Regions from separate parts of the Pan troglodytes genome. Here region 1 is linked to region 2. A link is a contact called in public Hi-C data. All regions are on one chromosome and are shown on one strand. The core of a region is the stretch at or near the end of the contact, and the rest is flanking DNA. Distances in the headings are between cores, read along the strand shown. Region 1 overlaps RBFOX2 (RNA binding fox-1 homolog 2). Region 2 has its middle 30 kb from the start of HMOX1.

Region 1 (4,509 bases), core at 190-2,689, 570 kb before region 2:
AAAAGAAAAAAGAAAAAAAAGATATGAAAGGCCTGGAGCCCTTTCCCCCATAAGGCTCTGCTGACTGGAAGACAGTTTGAAAACCAGTGAGGAATGATCAAAGAACTCTGGTGTCAGACAGACCTGAGTTCAAATTCCAGTTTGGACTGATACTTAACTTCCCTTAGGCTTACTTCCTCATTTGTAAGATGGGATGCTTTTATAGGATTGCTGATAAGTATTAGCCAAAAAACATGCCAGAAATCTAGCACAGTACCTTCAGCTTCTGTGGATGCAAGGGGAGTGTGTTAGGCAGTGTAGGCTGACCCCTCACCACGTGCAGGACTCACACTAAATGTTGGGGGAAGTCATTGCTAAGACAGAGCCATAGGACTTCAAACCCAGCACTTCATACCTGACTGAAGGTTCAGGTGTCACATTTATCAATAGTTTAAAACAGGAGGGGGCAAACTTTCTGTAAAGCATCTGAGAGCATCTGGGCCATATGGTCTCTGTTAGAGCTACTCAGGAACTCTGGCACGGTAGCAGGGAAGCAGGCTTAGATTATAGTAAACAAAAGATTGTGGCTCTATTCTAGTAAAACTTTATTTGTGGGTACTGAAATTTTAATTTCATATAATTTTTATATGTCATGAAATGTCGTTTTTCTTTTGATTTTTTCTTTCAGTCATTACAAGATGTAAAAGCTATCTTAGCTGGTAGTCTGTGTGTGGGTTCTACAAAAACAAGTAGCCCATAGACCAAAGTCCTGATTTAGACATGTCTAGTTTTTTTTTTTTTTTTTTTTTAAATGGAGTCTAGCTCTGTCACCCAGTCTGGAGTGCAGTGGCGCAATCTTGGCTGACTGCAACCTCTGCCTCCCAGGTTCAAGCAATTCTTCTGCCTCAGCCTTCTGACTAGCTGGAAAATTAGCCACCATGCCCGGCTGATTTTTGTATTTTTAGTAGAGATGGGGTTTCACCATGTTGGTCAGGCTGGCCTCGAACTCCTGACCTCGTGATCTGCCCACGATGGCCTCCCAAAGTGCTGGGATTACAGGCATGAGCCACCATGCCCGGCCTTATCAGTATTCTTAATACCAACAGAGTTTCACATTGTATTTGACACTATTTACAAACTCAGTTTATTCCCTCTGTGTGAATACTAGCCATTTCTAAAATGAAATGCAATTGTGATTTAAATTTCACATATCATTATGCTAAATGCTGTTCACTTTTTGTTCCATGGTCCTGAAACAATTAACCTGTTTGGAGATAAGCTGCAGATACAAGCACACAGAGAAGGGGACTTAGGAAAGCTGGAGGAAGGAAAGGTCTGTCTTGCCTACATATGGGCTTAGGAAAATTTTCTAACTGGAAACCTTGCCTCAAGTCTGAGTCACACTAGAGGGACTCTTGGCCCTAGGGTGGGAGGAGAAAAGGGAGGGAAGGAAGTGGCTATGTCAGTTTTTGTCAACAGAGGGCACCCAGAGCAAAGCAAGTGTTCTGTGACACAACAGAATCTGCCCCTCTGCCCCAGATGAATTTACCAGACAGGCACAGAACTTCTTGCAGTGGATTCTCTTGTCCATCTCTTCATTTGTCTGATCTGTGTCTGCATTCTCATGTTTTCTCCCATGCTGGAACCAGAATATTCTAAATGCAGTGTTAATAATTGTTATTTGCTGACTGCTTTAAGTGGAAGACCAATTCCCTCAATGTGCTGGGGTGAATTATCCCATGTTGTAAGGTTGGCCTTTTGGGTGGATGTGCAGTATTAGCTTCTAATTTAATTCAGTATCCAGTGAGCATGTATTCCTGAAATACTTTTGATGTGAAAGAGCACTTCATACCTGTATAACATGTTGTAAGAAGACTTTGTAAGTCTTATTGCCTAGAGCAGTATCCTCAAAGTGTGGCTTCAAATCCAGCCGCATCAGCATCACCTGGGAACTTACCTTTATTCATGGTCTCTGCCTCTTCCCCAGACTTACTGAATCAGAAACTCTGAGGATGGGGTCCAGTAATCTGTTTTAACATGCTTTGGTAATTCTTATACACACTCAACTTGAGAACCACTGTCATAGGGTAAAGGAGTGGAAGAGTTAAGGGCACTGGTATTTATGGAAGACTATGTGCCAAGTACTTGGCTAGGAGTTTCCTCTTCATTTTCCACATGAGAACAGCAAGCCTTAAAAGCATTAAGTGATGTGCCAAAGTCGTACATATAATAAGTGGTAGAATAGGGATTTGAACCCTGGTTTTTCTGACTCCTGAGCCATACTATAGTGGCTGGTAAGAAAATGCTAAGAGGCATTGCAATCTTTAAATTAATTCTTTTTTAAAAGTCCTTAAAATATTTTTTTAAAACAAAAGTAATTTGCATTCATTGAAGAAAATTTAGAATATACAGCAGATCAAAAGAATAGAATAAAATCTGCCTTAATATATTTAACTTTATCTTAACGTTTTGTTGTTGATTATCTTGTTTCAGCGTAACTCTGTTTGCATATATACACATTTTAAAATTCCTTACCAGATGTCAATCATATTCTGTAAACTTTTGTAAAATGCCTCCAGCTCAGCCCTACTGTATTATAAACATCGTTTCATGCCATTAGCTATGTCTGCTGCATCATTTCATGGCTGCCAAGTAGTACCTTGTAAGGTTGTAAGCTTTTTTATCATAATTCTTTCTAAAGTCCGTCTTGTTTTGATTTCATGATATGCTTTTAGGAAGAATAGGATACTGAGTGCTTTGGTACTGTGGGTAAACAATTTGTCCAGAGTGGCTTAAAGTATAAAATTAAGGCAGTAAGCAGATTTTGGTTGAGAAGGGGACATGGAACTGGAAAGGCAATACTAAACATGTTTGAGGTTAAAGTGAGCCCAGAAATAAGAAAACAAATTGAAGTAAAAAAGCCAAAGTATCAGGAATAGACTGGGATCTGTGAGTTAGATGGGTTAGAACAAATAGGAATACTGATGGTGAACAATTTGATGGCGCCAACAGCCTGCTTTTATTGTTGGCTTTTTGACATAGAGGCTGAGCTGCCGAATGACAGCATGAGAAAAACTGGGCATAAGACTTCCATAAATAGCAGTTATTATTTATTGAGGACCTTCATGACCAGGCATCATATTAATCATTTAATTTTTATAATAACCACATGCAATTAGATACATTAGTTTTCCCCATTTTACAGCAGTGGAAACTGACAGTGACATTTAAAGTAACTTGGCCAAATGCTTTGATTGGAACCAAATTAGTTAAAACTCCCAAACCTGTGCTTTTGTGCGGTCGTTTATCCTCATTCTTTTTTTCATGGTGTGGCAGGTGTTTAGCCACTATTCTGTGTATATGTATTGTTTTACTATGTGAGCTGGGACAGAAGGAGACTAGGTGTGTAAGAAAGGACACTAAAGTCCACTAGAGTGGAGGTGGACTTGAAGAACAAAACAAAACTAATAGCCCAGTCGTTTTCGTAGGAAAGGTGTAAACCTGAGCTAGATAGTGCAGTGAGCAGAGGATGGGAATAGCAAAGTGAATCATTGATAGGAAGGAGCAGGAAGGCATTTGGAAACAAGGGATGGCTAGAAGAATCAAAGTTCCCTCATTAAAATTTCCTTCCCAAAGGAGGTGATATACTCTCCAAGGGCACTTTAAAACAGCTTTATTGAGATATAATTCACATACTGTACAGTTCACCCATTTAAAGTGTGTGGCTTTTAGCATGTTTACAATCATTCAGCCATCACCATCACCACAGTCAGTTTTAGGACATTTTTAGTATTCCACAAGAAACTCCATTCCCCGTAGTTATCACTTCTTTTTCTTTTTTTTTTTTTTTTGAGACAGTCTCACTCTGTTGCCCAGGCTGGAGTGCAGTAGCATGATCTCGGCTCACTGCAACCTCCGCCTCCCAGGTTCAAGCTATCCCCCTGCCTCAGCCACCTAAGTAGCTAGGACTACAGGCGCATGCCACCTGCCTAATTTTCGTATTTTTAGTTGAGGTGGCATTTCGCCATGTTGGCCAGGCTGGTCTTGAACTCCTGACCTCAAGTGATCCACGCGCCTCAGCCTCTGAATCTGCTGGAATTACAGGCGTGAGCCACTGCTCCTGGCCAATCATCACTTCTTAATTCCTCTGTGCCCACTACTTCCCCAGCCCTATGCAACAAGTGGTCTCCACTTTTCTACAGATTTTGCCTATTCTGTATACAGTTTATATAAATAGACTCAATAGAATATGTGGTCCCTTGTGTCTGGCTTCTTTCACTTAGCACAATCCATGTTATAGCAGTACTTCATTTTTTAATTGCTAAATAATACTTCATTATGTGGATATACCACATCTTATTTAATATATTTTTTTTATGGTGGGAAAACATGTTTTTATGTTGGGAAAAGAAAGGTGAAGAGACTGAGACAATAAATAGGATTATTTTCCTTAATTTAAAATGGGAGGAATAGGTGACTACTATGAAAACCAAGGCTATCAGGCTTTCTTGAGGAATTGCAGCTAAAGGC
Region 2 (4,707 bases), core at 808-3,307:
CTGCACCAGGTAGGGAGGCAGTACACTGGTCAGGGCAGGCCCCTCCCCTCCCTGGGCCTCCACTTCCCTGTCTGTACATTTCTCACCCGCCTCAAGAGGTCCAAGTGCCCTGCCAACCTGACTCTGACCCACTGGGGATCTGGGGCCCTGGTCAGCTTGGGTTCCTTCCCTCTGCTGGCCAGCCTGGTCCACGGTGCACAGAGGGTGCAGGGCCAGCCTGCAGCAGGGGCAGGAAGACGTCACAGGAGTCCTGAGTCAGAGGCAAGGGGTGAGGATTCGGCCCGGCGAAGCTGCTTCCTCCAGTCTCGCCCTGTACCAGGGTGGGTGGAAGTGAAACCTGCCAGCTTACCCGCTTGGGTCTGCTCTGAAAAAACAAGCGGACATGGGGACCAGGAGAGCAGCCCCAGCCCAGCTCCCAGCACCTGTATCTCCCTCCACGCTGCCGGCACCCCTGCTCGCTCCTGGTCCCATGGCTAATCCTCGGACCTAAGGCTAGGCTGCCCTAGGATGAATCTAGCCACCCTCAAACTCCCACTAGGGCAGGGGGCAGGGGGCAGGGAGTGGAGGCGGGTGTTTCATGTGGCAGCCCCTCTGAAGACACTGTGGCCACCTGCGAAAGAGCAGCGTGTCTGGGAGAATGGACTCAGGGCCTAGAGGGCAGCAGAGGGCAATACAGGGCTGCTTCGTCCCTTTGAATTCATATGTTGAATCTCTAATCCCTAGTATATCAGAATGCGATTGTATTTGGAGGTAGGACCTTTAAAGAAGTGCCAGGCACTGTGGCTCACACCTGTAATCCCAGCACTTTGGGAGGCTGAGGCGGGTGAATCACCCGAGGTTGGGAGTTCGAGACAAGCCTGGCCAACATGGAGAAAACCCGTCTCTACTAAAAATACAAAATTAGCCAGGTGTGATGGCGCATGCCTGTAATCTCAGCTACTCAGGAGGCTGAGGCAGGATAATCGCTTGAACTGGGAGGCGGAGGTTGCAGTAAGCCGAGATCGCGCCATTGCACTCCAGCCTGGGCAACAAGAGTGAAACTCTGTCTCAAAAAAAAAAAAAAAAAAAGTGATTAAGGTACAATAGGTACAATAGATCATTAGGTGGACTCTAATCCTTGATGAATGGTGTCCTTATAAAAATGGGACTTTTGAACATAGAGATATGCAGAGGGGATATGATGTGAGGCCCCAGGGAGAAGATGACCATATACAGCCACGGAGGGGCCGGAAGGAACCAACTGAACAGATGGAGTCCACGTCCTTGATGTTGAACTTCAGCCTCTAGAACTGTGAGAAAGAAGATTTCTGTGTCTAGGGGCCTGTCTGTGGGGCAGGGTGGTGGCGGTCCACGGGGAGAGGGTGGGAGGCACTGGGCAGGACGGGGCAGTGGTGGCAGAGATTGGTTTCTGCGGGGATGGAGGGAGAGAAGGAATGAAGGACGGCGGGAAGCAGGTTTCTCACTGCTGGAGAAGGGAATTACACATGGGGAAGGGCGGGAAAGAGAAGGAATCTGTGGTAGAGCTGGAGTTACTGGGCGAGCTCATGATTTGTCTACACGTGCAGTCAGAAACGGCAACGCACACGGATCTGAGCGTGTCGGCTGAGAAGGCGCGGGAGCAGGGGCCCCAGCAACGGCACACCGGGGCTCTGTAAAGAGAGGGAGGGGACCGGGCTCGCTTTTGCCCACCCAAAGCTCCCGTAGCTGAGCTCCCAGCTTGTCTCACCAAATCCTCCCCACAACCCTGTGAATCGGGACGTGTAAGAAGATCTGAGGCTTCCAGAGATGAAATCCCTTGTGCAGTCCCACAGCAGAGCCCGGCGGTGAAGCCAGACCCTCGGACTCCAGCTCCCAGCCCCATCACCATTGTTACTCAGCCCCACCAGTCAGAGGGCGTGTGTGCGTGTGTGTGTGCACGCGCGCGCCTGTGAGCTCGCGCGGGGCAGGAGCGGGCAGGAGCCGGCAGCACCCGCCCCTTTCTCCCGGTGTCTGTACCCGGGAGGGGCTGACTTGGCCGCGGTGGACTCCACCCTAGTGCCCCGGCAAGCCCTGTACATGCAGTGCTACTGCCATCTCGTGGTCGCCTTGAAACACTGACCCTGAGCAGGGGCCATAGACCGTGCTCAGAACTGGGCCTACCTCCAGCCACCTTGCAGCGGGCAAAGGCTTCCTAAAGCGCCTACCGAGAGCCCGCAGAGCCCAGTCCAGGAACGCCAGGGGGACCCTGCCGCGTTGCCGGGATCAAGACAGCCCTGACCCTCTTAGGGTTAGCAGCCCAGACCAGGAGGAAAGACAGACACAGTCCTTTGGTTCTCCCCCAGTGGGGAGTAGGGACAGACGTTATTCTGGAGCTGGGAAGGCAATACCAGAGGCAGAGCAGGGGTCCCTAGAATTACTGAGGAGTCTGAGGGACAGGGCTCTGAGCCAGGTGTCTGGAGCAGAGGCCATTCTGGAAGGGAGCGGGGAACCATCCGTGACAATAACAATATGTACAGAGCATTGTCTACATGGCAGGTGCTGAGTTACTTGTTGGCTCAGTCAACCCTAACAACCCTATGAGTGTTATTTGCCCATTTTACCAGTGAGAAAACAGAAGCACAGAAAGGTTAAGTAATTTGCCTAAGGTCACACAGCCCAGAAGTGGCCGGTCTGGGAGGTGGGTACTGACACTAGGGCAGGAGGTGGAGGGGTCGGTGTCCAGGCCCAGGGTGGGATCGTGGTGGCCCAGGGGAGCCAGGAGGGAGAGGGCTCGGTGGAGGCTCTGCAAAAGGCTTCCTCAAAGGCAGGCCTGAGGCTGCCCCCCAGGCGCCCTTTCCCCTGCCCACCAGCCCCTCCCAGCTCCACTCAACCCCTCCCCTTCATGCCTCCGGCCCAGCGCCTTCCGATGTAGCTGGGCCCAGCGGGAGCTGCGGCACCTCATTAATCCTGCCCTGTGGTACCAGGTGGAGGCCCTGCTCCTACCCAAGGCTCCCACCAGACAGCTGGCCCTCGTTTTCTTGGGGCCAAGACTTCCTGCAGCTGTAAAGTGATCCCACCCAGGCCTGCGGCCTCAGACAGAGCCTGCTGCCAGGGAACCCAGCCTGACTGCGCTGATGAATTCCCGCCAGCGCCCCCCCCCCAGCCCCCACGCAGCCCCAGCAGCCTTCTCTCTGAAGGAGGCCTTCAGGCAGCCCGGAACTGTTCCAGCCAGCCAAGCCGAGACCTCTGCAGGGGCCACCTCCTGCCTGGCATTCAAGGCCCTCCATGGCCCAGCCCGCCCCATCTTACCTCGGCAGCCTTAGGCCGTCCTCACAGAGAGCCTCCTGGCCCTGGGCGTCCCGTCCCATCTTCTTCTTTTCACAGCGTGAAACAATGATTGAGTTTATGTCTGTCTTTCTCGTCCCTTTCCCTCCCACGTGACCCCACAGGGCTGGCACCTGGCCGCTTCACTTCTGTCTGGCGGGCACCTAGCGCTATGCTGTGTGCAGCTGGCTCCCAGGGGATGCACCCACAGGGAGGAATGAACAACCTGGCAGTTTTCACCCTTAGCAGGGACCTGAGACCCTCCCAGCCCTGGGGGCCATCTGTGGAAGTTTCCTTGGGTTTCCCAGCTAACACAGGGGAGAGGAGGCCTTGGCTTTGATCCTTGTAAAATCACAACTCCCCTCTAAGAGGTCCCCAGTTAAGTAGGGAGAGAATGAGGGAAGCAGGCCGTGGGGTGTGGGTGGGGCAGGCAGGTGAGGCAGCAGTGAGGAAGGTTGGGGGTCCCAGTCTTCCATTACTTAGTGTATGACCAGGCAAGTCCCTTCCTCCCTCAGCCTCAGTTTCCCCACTTGTAACTGGTGGCCAACACCATTGACCCCCTGGGGCTGTTGTGAGGTACGGAAAGGGCCGGGCCAGGGTAGGGCACCTGGCAGGAGCTCACAGATGCCCTGGATGTGGCAGAGGGAGCCTGGCCTGGACCATGAGCATCCTGATGGCGGCAGGGCCTCCCCCTCCCCTGCCTGGCACCAGTGTGCCTGCCCCCAGCTGCTTTCCTTGCCCCAACTCCATCTTGAGGGCTGGGCTGGGCCTGGTCTCCTGTATGCCCAGCTCCAGACCATACCTCAGATGGCAGGTGCTGCCTGCCCACTGCCCATGGGAATCAGTGGCTGCTCACACAGACCTCGGCCCTCTCCTAGGAGCCCAGGACCCTGTGGACCCAATTGCTTTGGCCTCACACCGTTCCCCGACCGTGTCCTGGGCCAGGAGGCTCCAACATGCCTCAGCAGTGACTCCCAGGGAGTCTGGCCTAGAGATCCCACACCTGAAAAGGTGGCACCCTAAGACCTGGGGCTCTTGAGCTGCCATGGAGGGAAGAGCTGACCCCCTGCACCTGACCTGGGGTCCAGCGTCTGGAACTGTGTGCCATGTCTTCCCAACTTAGCTTTGGTGCCTGGAAAATGGGGAGGATGCGCTTCTGCATGAGGAAATGCTGGCACATGACAACTGCATGAGCTTCCTCCTCTGAGCTGGGCGGCTCATGGAATCCTAGTCTCCGCATCTATACATCGAGGACGCTCACTTTGCTTCTCCCAGGCTGTTGTGATGCTACGAGCCAGTGCGTAGCCCCAGGCTGTGCCTGGCACCCAGCCTCGGAGGGCCAGCATCCTCCTGTGGCCTGTGCACCCCACATGCGCACACAGTCCACACGGGTCCCCGCCCTTGTGATTAGTGTGCTCTGTGCAG

The links. A called contact is a pair of places that touch in the nucleus more often than the background predicts.
Region 1: a contact with region 2 is called in a Hi-C map of stem cell-derived neural progenitor cells, with 4 times the contacts expected there. The contact joins two enhancer-like sites. A contact is called at or near these places in 1 of 7 Hi-C or Micro-C datasets (stem cell-derived neural progenitor cells) and 1 of 1 datasets of contacts at active chromatin or transcription factors (stem cell-derived excitatory neurons).

What each region holds. Positions count from the first base shown.
Region 1 is chr23:38,017,656-38,022,164 of NHGRI_mPanTro3-v2.0_pri, reverse strand. The region is part of intron 2 of RBFOX2 (RNA binding fox-1 homolog 2); the gene reads left to right. It also overlaps the pseudogene LOC129138400. Among named protein-coding and RNA genes, the nearest start is that of RBFOX2, 110 kb to the left of the region's middle. Within about 2 kb of position 1,439, at least 2 of the 24 cell types and tissues checked have an H3K27ac peak or open chromatin away from gene starts, as enhancers often do. A contact at or near this core is called in stem cell-derived neural progenitor cells, where this site is marked.
Region 2 is chr23:37,450,756-37,455,462 of NHGRI_mPanTro3-v2.0_pri, reverse strand. No RefSeq gene overlaps it. Among named protein-coding and RNA genes, the nearest start is that of HMOX1, 30 kb to the left of the region's middle. Within about 2 kb of position 2,057, at least 12 of the 24 cell types and tissues checked have an H3K27ac peak or open chromatin away from gene starts, as enhancers often do. A contact at or near this core is called in stem cell-derived neural progenitor cells, where this site is marked.